4 separate regions of the Mus musculus genome follow, and all the other regions are linked to region 1. A link is a contact called in public Hi-C data. All regions are on one chromosome and are shown on one strand. The core of a region is the stretch at or near the end of the contact, and the rest is flanking DNA. Distances in the headings are between cores, read along the strand shown.

What was found. Hi-C and Micro-C count contacts between places; a contact is called where the count stands out from the background.
Region 2: a Hi-C map of liver shows a contact between it and region 1, with 4 times the contacts expected there. The contact joins two enhancer-like sites. A contact is called at or near these places in 4 of 484 Hi-C or Micro-C datasets (all in liver) and 1 of 115 datasets of contacts at active chromatin or transcription factors (CD8 T cells).
Region 3: a contact with region 1 is called in a Hi-C map of liver, with 3 times the contacts expected there. The contact joins two enhancer-like sites. A contact is called at or near these places in 1 of 39 promoter capture datasets (liver), 5 of 484 Hi-C or Micro-C datasets (B cells, embryonic fibroblasts, liver and 1 more) and 4 of 115 datasets of contacts at active chromatin or transcription factors (CD8 T cells, embryonic fibroblasts and liver).
Region 4: a contact with region 1 is called in a Hi-C map of liver, with 2.8 times the contacts expected there. The contact joins two enhancer-like sites. A contact is called at or near these places in 1 of 15 datasets of contacts at CTCF or cohesin (the NIH/3T3 cell line), 3 of 484 Hi-C or Micro-C datasets (embryonic fibroblasts and liver) and 1 of 115 datasets of contacts at active chromatin or transcription factors (embryonic fibroblasts).

The regions. Positions count from the first base shown.
Region 1 is chr15:62,344,610-62,347,938 of GRCm38.p6, forward strand. No RefSeq gene overlaps it. Among named protein-coding and RNA genes, the nearest start is that of Pvt1, 310 kb to the left of the region's middle. Within about 2 kb of position 1,467, at least 3 of the 459 cell types and tissues checked have an H3K27ac peak or open chromatin away from gene starts, as enhancers often do. A contact at or near this core is called in liver, where this site is marked.
Region 2 is chr15:62,742,523-62,745,851 of GRCm38.p6, forward strand. No RefSeq gene overlaps it. Among named protein-coding and RNA genes, the nearest start is that of Gm22521, 49 kb to the right of the region's middle. Within about 2 kb of position 1,534, at least 3 of the 459 cell types and tissues checked have an H3K27ac peak or open chromatin away from gene starts, as enhancers often do. A contact at or near this core is called in liver, where this site is marked.
Region 3 is chr15:62,710,969-62,714,297 of GRCm38.p6, forward strand. No RefSeq gene overlaps it. Among named protein-coding and RNA genes, the nearest start is that of Gm41333, 43 kb to the left of the region's middle. Within about 2 kb of position 1,738, at least 9 of the 459 cell types and tissues checked have an H3K27ac peak or open chromatin away from gene starts, as enhancers often do. A contact at or near this core is called in liver, where this site is marked.
Region 4 is chr15:62,078,004-62,081,332 of GRCm38.p6, forward strand. The region is part of intron 1 of Pvt1 (Pvt1 oncogene); the gene reads left to right. Among named protein-coding and RNA genes, the nearest start is that of Pvt1, 42 kb to the left of the region's middle. Within about 2 kb of position 1,803, at least 192 of the 459 cell types and tissues checked have an H3K27ac peak or open chromatin away from gene starts, as enhancers often do. A contact at or near this core is called in liver, where this site is marked.

The DNA.
Region 1 (3,329 bases), core at 217-2,716:
ATCCCTAGAGCCGTGCAGTTATCTAAATAAATGGAAATAAATGCATAAGTACTTGGAACTGTGCCAGTACATGCTGCAGAATCAGAGACACTTGGGTTTTAAGATTTGCATTGTTGGGGCTGGAGAGATGGCTTAGCCGTTAAGAGCATTGACTGTTCTTCCAGAGGTCCTGAGTTCAATTCTCAGCCACCAGATGGTGGCTCACAACCATCCGTAATGGGATCTGATGCCTTATTCTGATGTGTCTGAAGACAGCCGCAGTACACTCATATATATATATATAAAATAAATAAAAAAATCATTACAAAAGATTTGCATTTCTTCTCTCCTCATCATTCTCACATCCTAGAACTCATCATTTCACTGGTATTATCTAGGTCTAGGAGAATGAAAGGTCTAGAAGGGCAAAGAGATGGGTTTCTTGATTTCTGTAGTCTTAGTACCTAACACACAGAATACCCATATGAACAATTGTTAATTGAAGAAGTGAATGAATAAACACAGAAGTATCTAATATAGTGCAGCATTTAAAAGAATTAGATAATCCATCATTTATTTTATCATCAGGGTCCTAATTCTTTTTGATGGAGTAAATAAAAAAATAACAAAAAAGTAGCTGTATGTTTTCCTAAAGGTTTGTTCTTTCTGTACATTTACATCAGTAAGTGCATCTGCACTTGAAATTGAGCCAATGTTCACTGGACAAATACTAGGCAATCAGGTATTTGTGTTATCTGGAATGTTTCCAGTCCAGATGGATATCTGGATCCATTCCCCATGGACAAGAGGAATAGGTTCTATTTGGATTCCCCTCCATAAAAAAAGGATTCTACTTTAATCTCTGTTATACATTCAGCTAAGAACTATATCTATTGTTTGATGAATATTTGGTCCATACTTGAGTGAATAAACAGCTGTTAGAAACTCTTTAATTTCTTTGTTATTAGAGCAAAAGTCATAGGTATTTTATCTTATCATTACAGGAATGTTAAAGAAGCTTTACTTATGAGAAAAGTCTAAATGGAAGGTGCCCTTTTCAGTTACTCCTGCAACCAAAGTGTCCTGGGTAAGGACTCAGTAGAATTAAAAGGTTTCTGTTTGCCCAAAGCTTTTTACCAGGGTTGCTAAGCAAACAGGTGAAATGGAACAAAATGATAAAAACAACCTATGATTTGTTCTTGTGGGATTTTCTGAGTTCTATCAAGACAAAACCAATAACTGATGAAACTGACCTCTTCGAGAAAGAGGAGGGTGACACGGATTGCCAAGGTCTCAAGATCTGTAGTCAGTGAACTTCGTCATTCCAGCTATTGGTTGTTCTATCCAGCTTTTGTTAAACAGGATTCTCTTGGAATGCTGTGCTGTTAGAGACACAGGCCAATGACATTCCCTGGAATGGAGGGTGCGCTAATGCTGGGAGTACAGCCTGAATGGTTTGACCTGGCCTTTCTCAGAAATGAGGGCTCATTATGCAACCGAATCCAGTAGCAGCACAAAGGACAAGGAGCATTTGGTTGGTCTCAGGTTATCAGCAGTGGCACCTTTGTGGCCCGGCTCTGAAAAGGACACAAATATTTAAGTAGCTGCTTGGGTTCTCACAACTGGCTCACTGAACAGGCTGATAGCTCATTTGCTTTGAAGTCAATATGATTGCGCCCTATTGAATAGACAAGAAAACTTCTGTTGAAATGACACTGAAGTTGCTTGAGGTGCTTAGCCAGAAACTGGCAGTGCCTAGTTACCCAATTTTGAGCTTCGGATGTCACATCTCAATTTTTTTCCTTATAGACAGTCATTTCAGAGATTAGGGATATTTAACTCATTGCCATTGTGCCATTGTCAACTTTATTAATTTGCTTGGAATATCTTTTTAGTCTCTGAAACTCAGGTAGCTTCCAGGTTTGCAGGTTTTCCTGGTAGCCAAGGACGATTCGGGTTCGAACAACTCACAGACACAGAACACTTAGTAAGTATTGGGAACAATGCTGAAGGACATACAGACTGACTTTTCTGTCCCTTACCTTTGGGCTCATATCCAATGGAAGGAACTACCCTTCCCTTTAATAGTGAAACTATTAGACTTAAACTGAAGTTACAAGCTTGCTCAGGTATGAAGTAAATGGCATTCCCATAAACTTGAGGCTGTGAACTGGCCATCTCCTGCCTATAACCAGGCAAGATGTCTAGTGGAAGTATTGTGACACCAACCCAGCCATATAACCTTTGACCTACAATTTGTCCTGCTTACAAGATATGCCACAGAAAAGGTGGTGCAGAAATTGTGGGAATGGTTAAGCAATGAATAGTCCAGCTAGAGATGCATGCCATGAGAGGGATTGTATCCATGATTCTGCCTGGAGGGCCAGGAACCAGTCTGGATTCTGAATTGCCCAGAGACCTAGGATAGAACAAAGCACAACTCTCTCTCTCTTACACACACACAAAACCAATGAAATGATTCCTAATGATAATTTGCTATTCTCATAGATTGTTGCCCCACCCAATTGTCATTAGGTCATTAGAGAGGCTTCATCTAGCAATTGATGGAAACAGATTTAGAAAACCACAGACTAACGTTAGGTAGAGCTTGGGAACCCTGCAGAAGAGGCAGGGTGTGGAGGGTGGTGGTGAGGATTGTAGGATCCAAAAAGGTCAAGTACACCACAAGAAAACTCACAGAATCAACTATCCTGGGCTCAAAGAGGCACACAGAGATTGAACTGTTAACCAGGGAGTAGTCTATATGGGTCTGACCTGTAAATATGTCTGCACACACAATTACAGTGTGCAAGTCCATCTTCTTGTGGGACTCCTAATAGAGTGAGCAGGGTTTTTTTTTCTTTTTTTCCTATTTGTGGGACTCTTATCCTGCTACTGGGTTGCCTCATTTAGCCTTAATATGAGGGAAGGTGTATAGGTTTAATGCAACTTGATATGCTGTGTTTGCTTGATACCCATGGGAATCTTCGCCGTTTTAAAAGAAGAACAGGATGGAGTAGGGACAGAAGAGCAGTGAGGGGAAGGATTAGAAGAGGAGGAAGCCTCTCTCCAGAAAGCTTGTGATGGGAAGAGAATTAGGAAGTGGTGACATTGTAGTCACCTTCTGAGAACATGGTGTGTTAGTAGGACAGACATTTTATTCAAGAAAACTTCCTGAGGTTAAGTGACTTGGTCAACCTAATCTAACTAGTAACCAGTGTTGGCCTCCAACCGTCTGCTGGAGTTCCTATGCAATGTGTTAATCTTCCCCGGAAGGAGTCATGTAGACTTCAGAGAGATCTTTGAATCATGAGAAAAAGCTTGGCAGAAATCCATAACTTCTGATAAGT
Region 2 (3,329 bases), core at 284-2,783, 400 kb after region 1:
CTATTAGCATGCCAAGTGATGTTGCCACTATAATTTAGAAAACCATACTTCAATTCGCTCTGTCATATCTAGGGGTGATTATCTATCAACAGATATTCTGGACTTCTGGCCCTTAGAATCTCTGTGCCCCGTCTTCCACAATTTTTCCTTAGCCTTTGGTGTACAAGTTGTGTGACAGATATATCAATTGGTGTTAGATACTCCACAGTTGTTTATTCTCTGCATCTTGGCCAACTGATTATATCTCTAGAATACTCTGGATCTGTTACAAGAGGAATAGATGAATGGTGAAAGTGACTCTTATCTCTGGTATAAAGATAGGTAGTTAGAAACAGTTAAAATTATACTGGCAAGGAAATTGACAGTAATGGATTCTTGTTTTAGATCTATGACTTTTCCAGCAATTCATGGGTTTTTGGCTAGATTTACTATATTTTGTATGAATTCCCTCTTGTTGAATATGTCTTAAGTCCACGAGAGATGTTTGTTACCACCAAGGTAAAATTACCACTGTTGTCACTGTAAATATTTCTCCTGTTTTGACATCATTGCAGATTATGAAAGCATTCCGGTTTTGCATTTGTGTAGGACTACCAATTGCTTCTCTCCAACAACAACTTGCATAGCACCTTCTGATAATATGAGACCTAGTCATCATCAGGAAAGAATCTTTCAGGTCAGATCCAGGCTTGATTTTTCTCAGTTCCATGGTTGAAGTGTATGTATCTTCAGGAATATGGCCTTACTTTCAATTTCTGGCAGGCAATCTAGGACACTGAAAATAGCTTATATTGTTTTGGGGGTCTCTTGATTCTCGTAGTTTTTCTTCTCTGGTCATTGGGTTTTCTATTAGAGAATACACAGGATTTGTATGTATATGCGGGGGTGTCATTCCAAATGGAATGACTTTCTAAAACTCTATGTATCTATGTATCTGTCTGTCTGTCTGTCTGTCTATCTATCTATCTATCTATCTATCTATCCATCCATCCATCCATCTATCTATAAACATTCTGTATAATTCTATGAAACATTAAAATGATCCCTTACATAGTTTTTGAACATTTTTGGTGTTATTTCTCTTTCCTCTTTCCCATTCCAACTACATTGCTTTTCCCATCCTTTCCTCAGTTAATGTCCCCAGTTCCCCATTTCCCCTTCATAGCACCAATTGTGCTCCATTCTTTTATACAGAGGCAAGTCTCAGATGAACTTCCTGATAGAACTCCACCATATAAATTGCTGCAGCAAACTCTGCCATGAGGAAGCCAAATTTAAAGTACCGTTTGAGATGAACTTTTCTCATTTCTTGATACATAAGTGATGACTCATCCTACTACACTATTGTAATAATTAAAAGTATAGAAAAGAACATACCCATTGGTCTTCTGTAGGTATTAAGTTGTATTCTTTTTCCCTTTTTATCACAACCTTGACTGCATTCTAGATCTTCTGCTACCACAAAGTAAGTGGCCACACAGAATCATAGCGTGACAGAAAACTGTAAATATCACTTTGTGTATTTTTTTTTTTAACTTGGAGAGTGATAACATGGGGAAAGGTCAGGGCACGAAAGGGTCAGGTCATCTCATGTGGACTCTGCAAATATAGCCTGAAAGTTTCTGTTTGGCAGCGTTTGCTTGCACTAAGTTCAGGTTTCTTTCTTTCTTAAACACAAAAATGAGGAAAACAAACAAACAAATAATCCCTCTTTGCCTTCTCATGGGCACTGCAAACATTTTCTTCCTCCATTTTCTGGGGACTCAAAATAGCCTCATTAGTAAAGAAACAAATTGGTTACATTCACAGTAGTGATTATGAAAGCTATTCTAAGAATCATTTGATCTCTGCACAACTGTGTCCTCAGACACTTTTGTCTACATTAGAAAAAAACGTCAATGGGAGGAATCATTTCTAAAGACCCCCCCCCCCCCGTCCTCTTTGCAAGACACAAAGGAGATTTTTGAACTTTCATTGCATAATGAACACCATTTTGTATATTTGACCTTATGGCTCTTATATGCAGAAGTGGATTCTATGTACTGTGCTAAGTCTCTGTTCTTGTATTTCTTACATATAATACAGCAGTAGATACTATTTTTGTAAGAGAAGGGTAACGAAGTTTGTTTAAATACAGGATAACCAATTTATTCAACATATACCTTAGCTTTATTGGCTTCTTGATGACAAAACAAGAAGAAAAAGGAGAAGGGGGGAGAAACAAAAAGGGAGGGATGAGGGCAAACCACTTCAGGACATGGGTCTGGTGTTCTTGGAACCAAGGGGTGGGGTTAACATATATTTAGAGGAGAAAAGAAAAAGGAGGAGGATGGGGAAAACAGTAGAAGTGGAGGAAGTACAGCTAAAGGACTTGTGTCTGTGGTCTTGGAACCAGGGTAGTGTTATTTGAAGAAGGAAGAAGACAGGAAAACAAAGAAGGAAGGGGAAGAATGACTTACCATTTAATGAGACTTTCTTGTATTAGAACAGTATATTTTGTTTGAGTTAGCTATTGCAGTAGTACTTCACAAAAGAGAATAAAATCAAATAAAAGGGCTATGAGCAAAACAATTACCCCTGTGACACACTATCATTTGACTACTGCAGGTTGAGCTCAATATGCTGGCTCTCCTTCAGGTTAGAGGTCGAGGGGTAGGATCAGTGCATATTTTGGTTTTGTGTTCTTAAGGCTTCGTGTAAAGGGGATGTACCCACCTGAGGCAATTCTCCCTCAACAGGGAAACTTGGTGAGTTATATTGTAATTCTATAATACTTGTACTTATGTTTTATCATAACCTACTCATGTTCACATGGAAATGGTCTGTTAAACCTTGTCAATTTGAGGGCCAGTGGGTCCATCTTAATCTCTGGATGCAATGCTCCAAAAATTTCTTTGTAATCCAAAACACCCATTACATAGTTTTTAGTTAACATATATATGAATGGAAAAAAACCCTACATGAATATGCACCAATAAATTCTAAAATGACTGTACTCAAGTAATGAATATTTGAGCTACAGTTATAATTAGGACAATCTCAACCTGCTTGGGCAGTTGCTGAATCCTTTGAAGATGCTAGCTATTAAAGAGTACAAATGACAAATAGAGCTTTCGTGTCAGCACTAGCTCTCTGCACTGGTGGCTTGGACCACTGGTCTGACTTAGGATGCTTTCCTTGTATATCCACTCATTAGCATATGTTTAAAGAAATCAGAGGATTCAGTGTCTACCCAGGATTTTAAGTTCTTCAAAAGATGACATTTGGAATTATTTGAAAAAAATATTTATCTACACTGTTAAACAAGGAAATATCCCAATGACCCAACC
Region 3 (3,329 bases), core at 488-2,987, 370 kb after region 1:
GAGAGTGAAGTGGCATGAGGTATGAACACTGTGAGAGAAGATGGGTGCCAGGGTTCTGGTAAACACCACCTGGGTCCAACTTCTGTGACTGTCCTCATACTTGAGATACAAAAGTGGTTTGGAAGATCATGTCTCTGACTTTCATTTTTCAAAAAACAACAAACAACAACAACAAACAACAAAGGGAATATGTAACCAAACTCTTGGTCACCAGGGCTGTTTATGTTTGTCTTACATTCATATTTTACATATATATATGTGTGTGTATACACACATAAATATATTATATATATGTATATACTATTTTATAATTGTACTAATATATATTAATAAATATGTTATGGCAAATATAATTTTAATAGATGTTGCCAGTTGCTTTTTTTATAGATACGAAGACTTCTGTTTCTTAAGATGTTCATAAGGAAAAGCAGGCCTTTGAATGTTTTACCAATCACATTAGCTCTAGAATCAAGTCATACAATGTTTGAATCCACATGCACTTCCTTCTGCCCTAGTTCCTTCTGCCTATATACTTTTAAGGGACAATGATTCTGCTGGGTCCCTTACTCATGCTTCATGCTAGAATTCCAGCTGGTCTTGTGATATTTTCTCTCAGATAATTTCAATTTCCTTCTGCTTCTGTGGCCCCAGATACATTCTTCGAACTATCTAGCCATAAGGTCGATTAACGTGCAGCCTTTCTATCCCCCTCTGAAATGCTACTTCTCCTCCTAAACTCTGAGCAGAGTCCATTTATCTCACAAACTATATCTGCTGTGAAGGTACGTATGTTCCGCATTTGTTCTATAAAACAATCACATTGGTCAGGGATTGATGGTTCCTATGCTTTGGATAAGAAAACAACTCAGAGAGATTAGATCAGAGGCCCAGAATGATGACTGCTGTGGATATTGGCAGATTGGGCTAACCAATCTCCCTGTCTCCACGTTATCATGATTTCTGGGCCAGCACCTTGCCACTTTATCTATATACACTGCTACCCATGATAATAATCTTCCTTCTAGGAAGCTTTAAGTAAAGATGCTTTTAAAGAATCCAGTGTCTCTGTGCCTCAGTTTCCCCATGTATTATAAGAAAAACAACAAAACTGAATTACCTATGTTTGGTTAGAGGAGGTAGTTTTATTTCTTCTCTGAAATGAGATGAATGCAAATTGCCTTGTTATTTCACTAATTAATAACATCTGCTTGGAAATGCAGCTATTAGCACACAATAAACGATATGGGTTATAATTATGGATGGCAGTAATTGCTTCGCTTTGCCTTACCTTCATCCCAGTTTATCTCCCTGAACTATAGCTATCCTTGTAGGGGTTAGGGAAAATATATTAGAAGCTTAACAATGGGTTCTTTTCCCATGGGTTTGGAAACTGATGAATCAGCATACTTTCTTTAGGCTTCAAAAGAATATGTTCCTGCCACACTGAAGCTAAGTGGGCTGTTCAAAACATCAGGTGAGTCCAGCTTCATGCTGCCTTCCTGGGGCATGACCTGTTCCACTCCCCTCCTGATCCCGTGTGCCCAATGTCACCTGGAACCTGCAATCTGGAAGCAGAAAGTCCTTGACTGGAGTCAGTGGAGAGAAAATCGTCACCTGCTTGGGCACAAACATACATAGTGACTGCGTCACTGTTTGTCAAGTGGATCAGCTAATAGTTGTTCAGCGGACCTTCAAAGCTCCAAGGCGACACTGCCTTTAAATTCCATCAATTCACTCCCTGGGCAGAGGCCTTGGACTTTAGCTCTCAAGGGCTCTGAAAGCATTTTGAGCCTGCTGACTGACTGCGGGGTGGACCTTGGTTAAAGTTTAGGAGAAAAACACTAAGTTTATGCTTCATCACCGCTGGCGCAACCATGTCCCCCCCACCCCCACCCCACCCCCCACCCCACCCCCCACCCCCACCCCACCCCGTGCTACAGCACTTTGGTGCTTCCTGGCTTGCCTCCCCTGGGACACTGCCCAGTATTGACTACCAGTAGGACTTTCTTTCTCACCTAATGACCTACCTACTGATGCCATCTCTAAGGACCTTGACGCTCATGCTACCTTCTGACCTTGTCCATTGTTCCTCATGTTCCTAACACTAGCCTATGTGTTTGATTTTTTTTTTTAATATAAAAGAGCACAAGTACCCAGAAGGCATGACAAGTATCTGTTTCAGCCAGTGCTTTTTCTCTGATCCCCGAGAAAGTGTTTGAATAAGTCAACAGATGGGTGGAGGAGTGATTAACCCCTTCTTACAAGTGCATGGACTGGGGAGCAGAGGGCAATGATAGGCTAGTCACGATCAACAGTGTTTAGGGACAGAGCTAGTGGGATAACTAAGAATCTGGAATAGTTTTATAATTTTTTTTATATGATATCCTTCCCCAATTTTGCAGCTAATGCATCTCTCTTGACTCACCTTCCTTCTGGTTTAGTTGACTACATGATGCCTATATCTGGGAGACTTAGGAAGGAAAAATCTTTATTATCCAGGTTCTTATTAAGTTTGCATGTTTTAGAGCTTCCTTTAAAAAAAAAAAGCCTGAATGTGACGCTATTGTATTTTAAAGCATGCTCTAACATGAGCAAGCTTTATCATTTATTGTACAAGCATGTTTGCATATATATATATATATATATATATATATATATACACATATGTACACACATACACACACATGAAAATCCCTAGAGAACTCTATGATCTTGCAGTATATTTCACATGTACTTAATAATTAAAATTGCACTAAGCTCAATTTCATAAACTTTTTCATGTGTTATAAACAGTTTGTTATTTTTATTATTAATTCATGTATTTATTTGTATTTATTTTTCATGAGAGAGTCTCACTATGTGGTTCTGATTGCGCTGCAATTCACTTCCTAGATCAGGCTGGCCTGGGACTCTCAGAGATCAATCTGCCTCTACCTCCTGAGTGCTGGGATCAAAGGTGTGTGCCACTACTCCCAGCTGTTAACCAGCTTTCTCATGTCATTAAAACTAACAGGCTTGGGAGTTGTGAATATTTCAACACATGCCTGTGTCATGAGTTTCCCTATTCACTTTCCTGTTGACATGACAAGCCTCCTTCCATTGTTTATTTACGTGATTTTTAGGTTCCTGTCCTATTTTATACGATTACTAATACAATGTTAATGTTTCCCTGCTTTTCCAAGCAAATATATATGTATGTATATATATATTATTTATGTTTTGCTAAAATTATAAGAAATAATCTTGAAAATCGCAGGAAATAGCTCAAAATTTCTCTGTCCCAGTCACCCCTGAAGACTTCTCTCATTTGCATTTTTAGTCTTTGAAGC
Region 4 (3,329 bases), core at 553-3,052, 270 kb before region 1:
TAATTAACTGTTCTGGGTCTCTGTTCAATCCCTCTATAAAATAGCAAGCCACAGTGACGTCTGTCTCATAGGATTGAGATTTTTCCTTGAGTTTATTAATATAGCCTGGTCTACAAAGTGAGTCCCAGGACAGCCAGGGCTATACAGAGAAACCCTGTCTCGGAAAACAAAAACAAAAACAAAAAAAAACAAAACAAAAAAAAAAAATATATATATATATATATATATATATATATATATATATATATATATAAAACAATTGAATGGTATACTTTGCAGCATCTCAGCAAGACGAGGAGGTAAAGCCAGAGAACCAAAACAAGGCTGAGTAAAATGAGCTGAGGCCATTGGCCATTCCTTATTATCAGGAAGACATAGGTGACTACCTACCTTTCTCAACTTCTGGTCCCTTCCTCCCTCCCTCCCTCCCTCCCTCCCTCCCTCCCTCCCTCCCTCCCTCCCTCCCTCCCTCTCTCCCTCTTTTTTCTTCCTTCCTTCCTTCCTTCCTTCCTTCCTTCCTTCCTTCCTTCCTTCCTTCCTTCCTTCCTTTCTTTCTCTCTCTCTTTCTCTCTTTCTCTCTATTTTTGAGACAGGGTCTCTAAGTAGTCCTGGCTGTCCTTGAGCTTGCTATGAAGGCCAGGCTAGTCTCTAACTCAAAGATTGTCCTGCCTCTGCCTCTCAAACACTGGGGCCAAGGGTATGTGGCCACCATGCCCAGCCTTAAGTGAATGACCTGGATGCTCTTTGATAGTGATCCCTCCAGGGGCTTGGCCCGCCTTTGCTCTAATATAGAGCATGCTCTTCAGCTTGTAGGGCAATGCTCTTGTGACTTTGCCAACCTAGAGGTTGCTGAGAAAGAAAGCAAGTTTCTCACTTCTCCTGGAAGTCTGTATGGAAGAGCTGCAGCAGGAGCTGCACAGGTCCCATAAAGAAGGAATAGAATAGAGGGACTCTGCGGGAGGGGAGGGGCATGCTGATGTAGAGGTCTCCACAGTATATCTTGACTCAAGCTGGTTGTGACAGAAGCTTTCTGTAGGGGTGTATTTGCTGGGCTGAGTAACCAAAGTTGAGTTCTAATAAATAAAGATGAATGAAGAAGGAGGGAAATGTGGGAGGTTGGGGATGGGGGTGGTACAAGATACTCTCTGAGTCTGTGTGCCATTCAGAGTAATTTACACTGGGGGTCCCATTGTGCCCTTGGGCCCAGGCTCTATTTTGCCCCTTTGTTCCCTGTTCTATCCTAGCAGGGATGCTTGCTGACTTCCTGGCCATCCCCACCCCTTCTTGGGTCCTGGATCCTGCTTCCTTTCTCCCCCGCTTCACAATGATCTCATCCCAGCCGGGAAATGGGACTTTTGTTGCCCCTGCCTATTTGGCCTGGCCCAGTGTCAGGCCCATCACGTGCCCCTGCTGGGATACCGAGTGTATGAATCTCAGGCAGTGGGCAAGGCTGGCAGGGGAGGGCATTCCTCTGGACTGAGCTGTGCTGGTAGCTTGGCACACCCCCCCCCCCCCCTTCTAGAAGTGACTCAAAAGCTTTTCTGCATGCTCTTCTAGTGGACTGCTGAGTCATTCTCTGAGTCACAAGTGGTACAGCTGTGTACTCAACAGTGAGCCCTTGTGTGGGACCCAGATGGGCTGTCCTGACTCTTGGGGCATTTAAAGGCAGTTCACACTGGCATTTGACCCTCTCTGTCCTCCTCAAGGACTCTTTTACCCTGATTCCTTTCTAGGCCTATGTGTGTAGGCTAGGGAGTGATACACACCTCGGGCTGCCAGCTAGGATTCAGAATCCAAAAGTTCAATTCAAGTCAGCAGCTGGCTGACAGGCAGGGAGCCAGGGCGGTGATTAAGCAAGCTGGGGCAAGAGTGAAGTAGGGCAGATTCCTGGGCCCTAGGTGCGTCTCAGGAAGATCAGCCAACTTTCTTGTATCGTGCGTGTTTTGGGAGCATCCTGAAGCTACCTTGAGAATTCAATCTTTTTTTTTTTTTTTTTTTTTTTTTTTTTTTTTTTTTTAGTGAACAAGTGGAAGAATTCTTGTGTATTAAATCTCACTGTCCTTATACCCATTTGGTGTTTGAAGGAATGGGGTCTAGTAGATGATACCAGTTCAGAGGCAGAGTGAGAAGCATAAGTCAGAATATCAGAGTATCTAGAATTTGATGCTCAGACCTGCCTGACTCAGTTTAGCACCCCTCCCCCAAACCCCCACCCAATCTGGTTGCCTCGAGTCTTCCTCTTAAGGCAGCTGTCCTGTAGTGCAGGAAGCCAACTCCCAAGGTAAAATGTCTTTAGACAAATAAAAATGTCTTTAGAAGGCCTAGGCTCTCTATGGGGTGAGACTGAATGCTGAGGCCCGATCTGGCCTCTGATAGAGGAGGGCTTTCAACTGTTGGGGGCAGGGAACAGCTAGGAGCTTGGCAGGGAGGACTCTGTATATACTGTATCTGTCCGGTAGCACTGGAGATAGAGCCCTAGCTGACCCTGAGTGGAAAGATGGTTGGTTGCATAGTTGTGCTAGCACAGGACATACTGCAAGGGTTTGGGCTCTAGAACTTTTCCTCTGCTCATGTGGCTTTGGTGGAGTCACCTCTGCCGGCTAGTGCTAGTTCTAAAGCCTAACCCATCCTTTGGGAAGGAGTCTGTTTTATGGCTTCCTAGGTAAGGCTGATGACCCATGTGTTAGTGCTGATGTGAGCCACTTGTGGAAGTGGTCCAGTGTTCAGCCACCACTTATCCACTGGGGCCAGATGGGCTAGACCTCAAAGATCTGTAGGGCAAGATGGAAAACAGTCATCCTTTGAATTCACCAGGAACCTCATGACTAGAGAGATGATTAGGAGGCCATTGTTACCTTCTATGGAAGGTGATGAGTGAGCTGGAAAGAGCTTTGGGTATGGACACGCTTCGAAGGCGGGCATTTTGAATAGTAGCATAAAGGCAGATGGTGATGGGGAAATTTCTAATAGAGTGTTGCTGTAGAACAAGGTTGTTCCCAACCTTCTGATCCCCCCTTCCCTGTCTTCCTAGTGCAGTTATAGGCTATGCCACCAGATTTCTGGTTTTGATAGAAGCTTTCAGAACTCTCTTGTGTCCAGGAATGATTCATTTTCTAAGGACATCATCCAGCATTGGGGCCTTTCAAAAAGGATGGCCATGTGAGTAGTTTTTCACAAACTGATGTACAACAGTTGCCTCTGTGATCTGGACCTACCTTTTTGATCCTTTCCTTTTTTCTACCTCGGGATTCATTTTTAGTGACACTATAAAAATATATCCTATTATGTTTATTTTATTTATGTGTGCACGTATGAATTCGTGTGTGGCA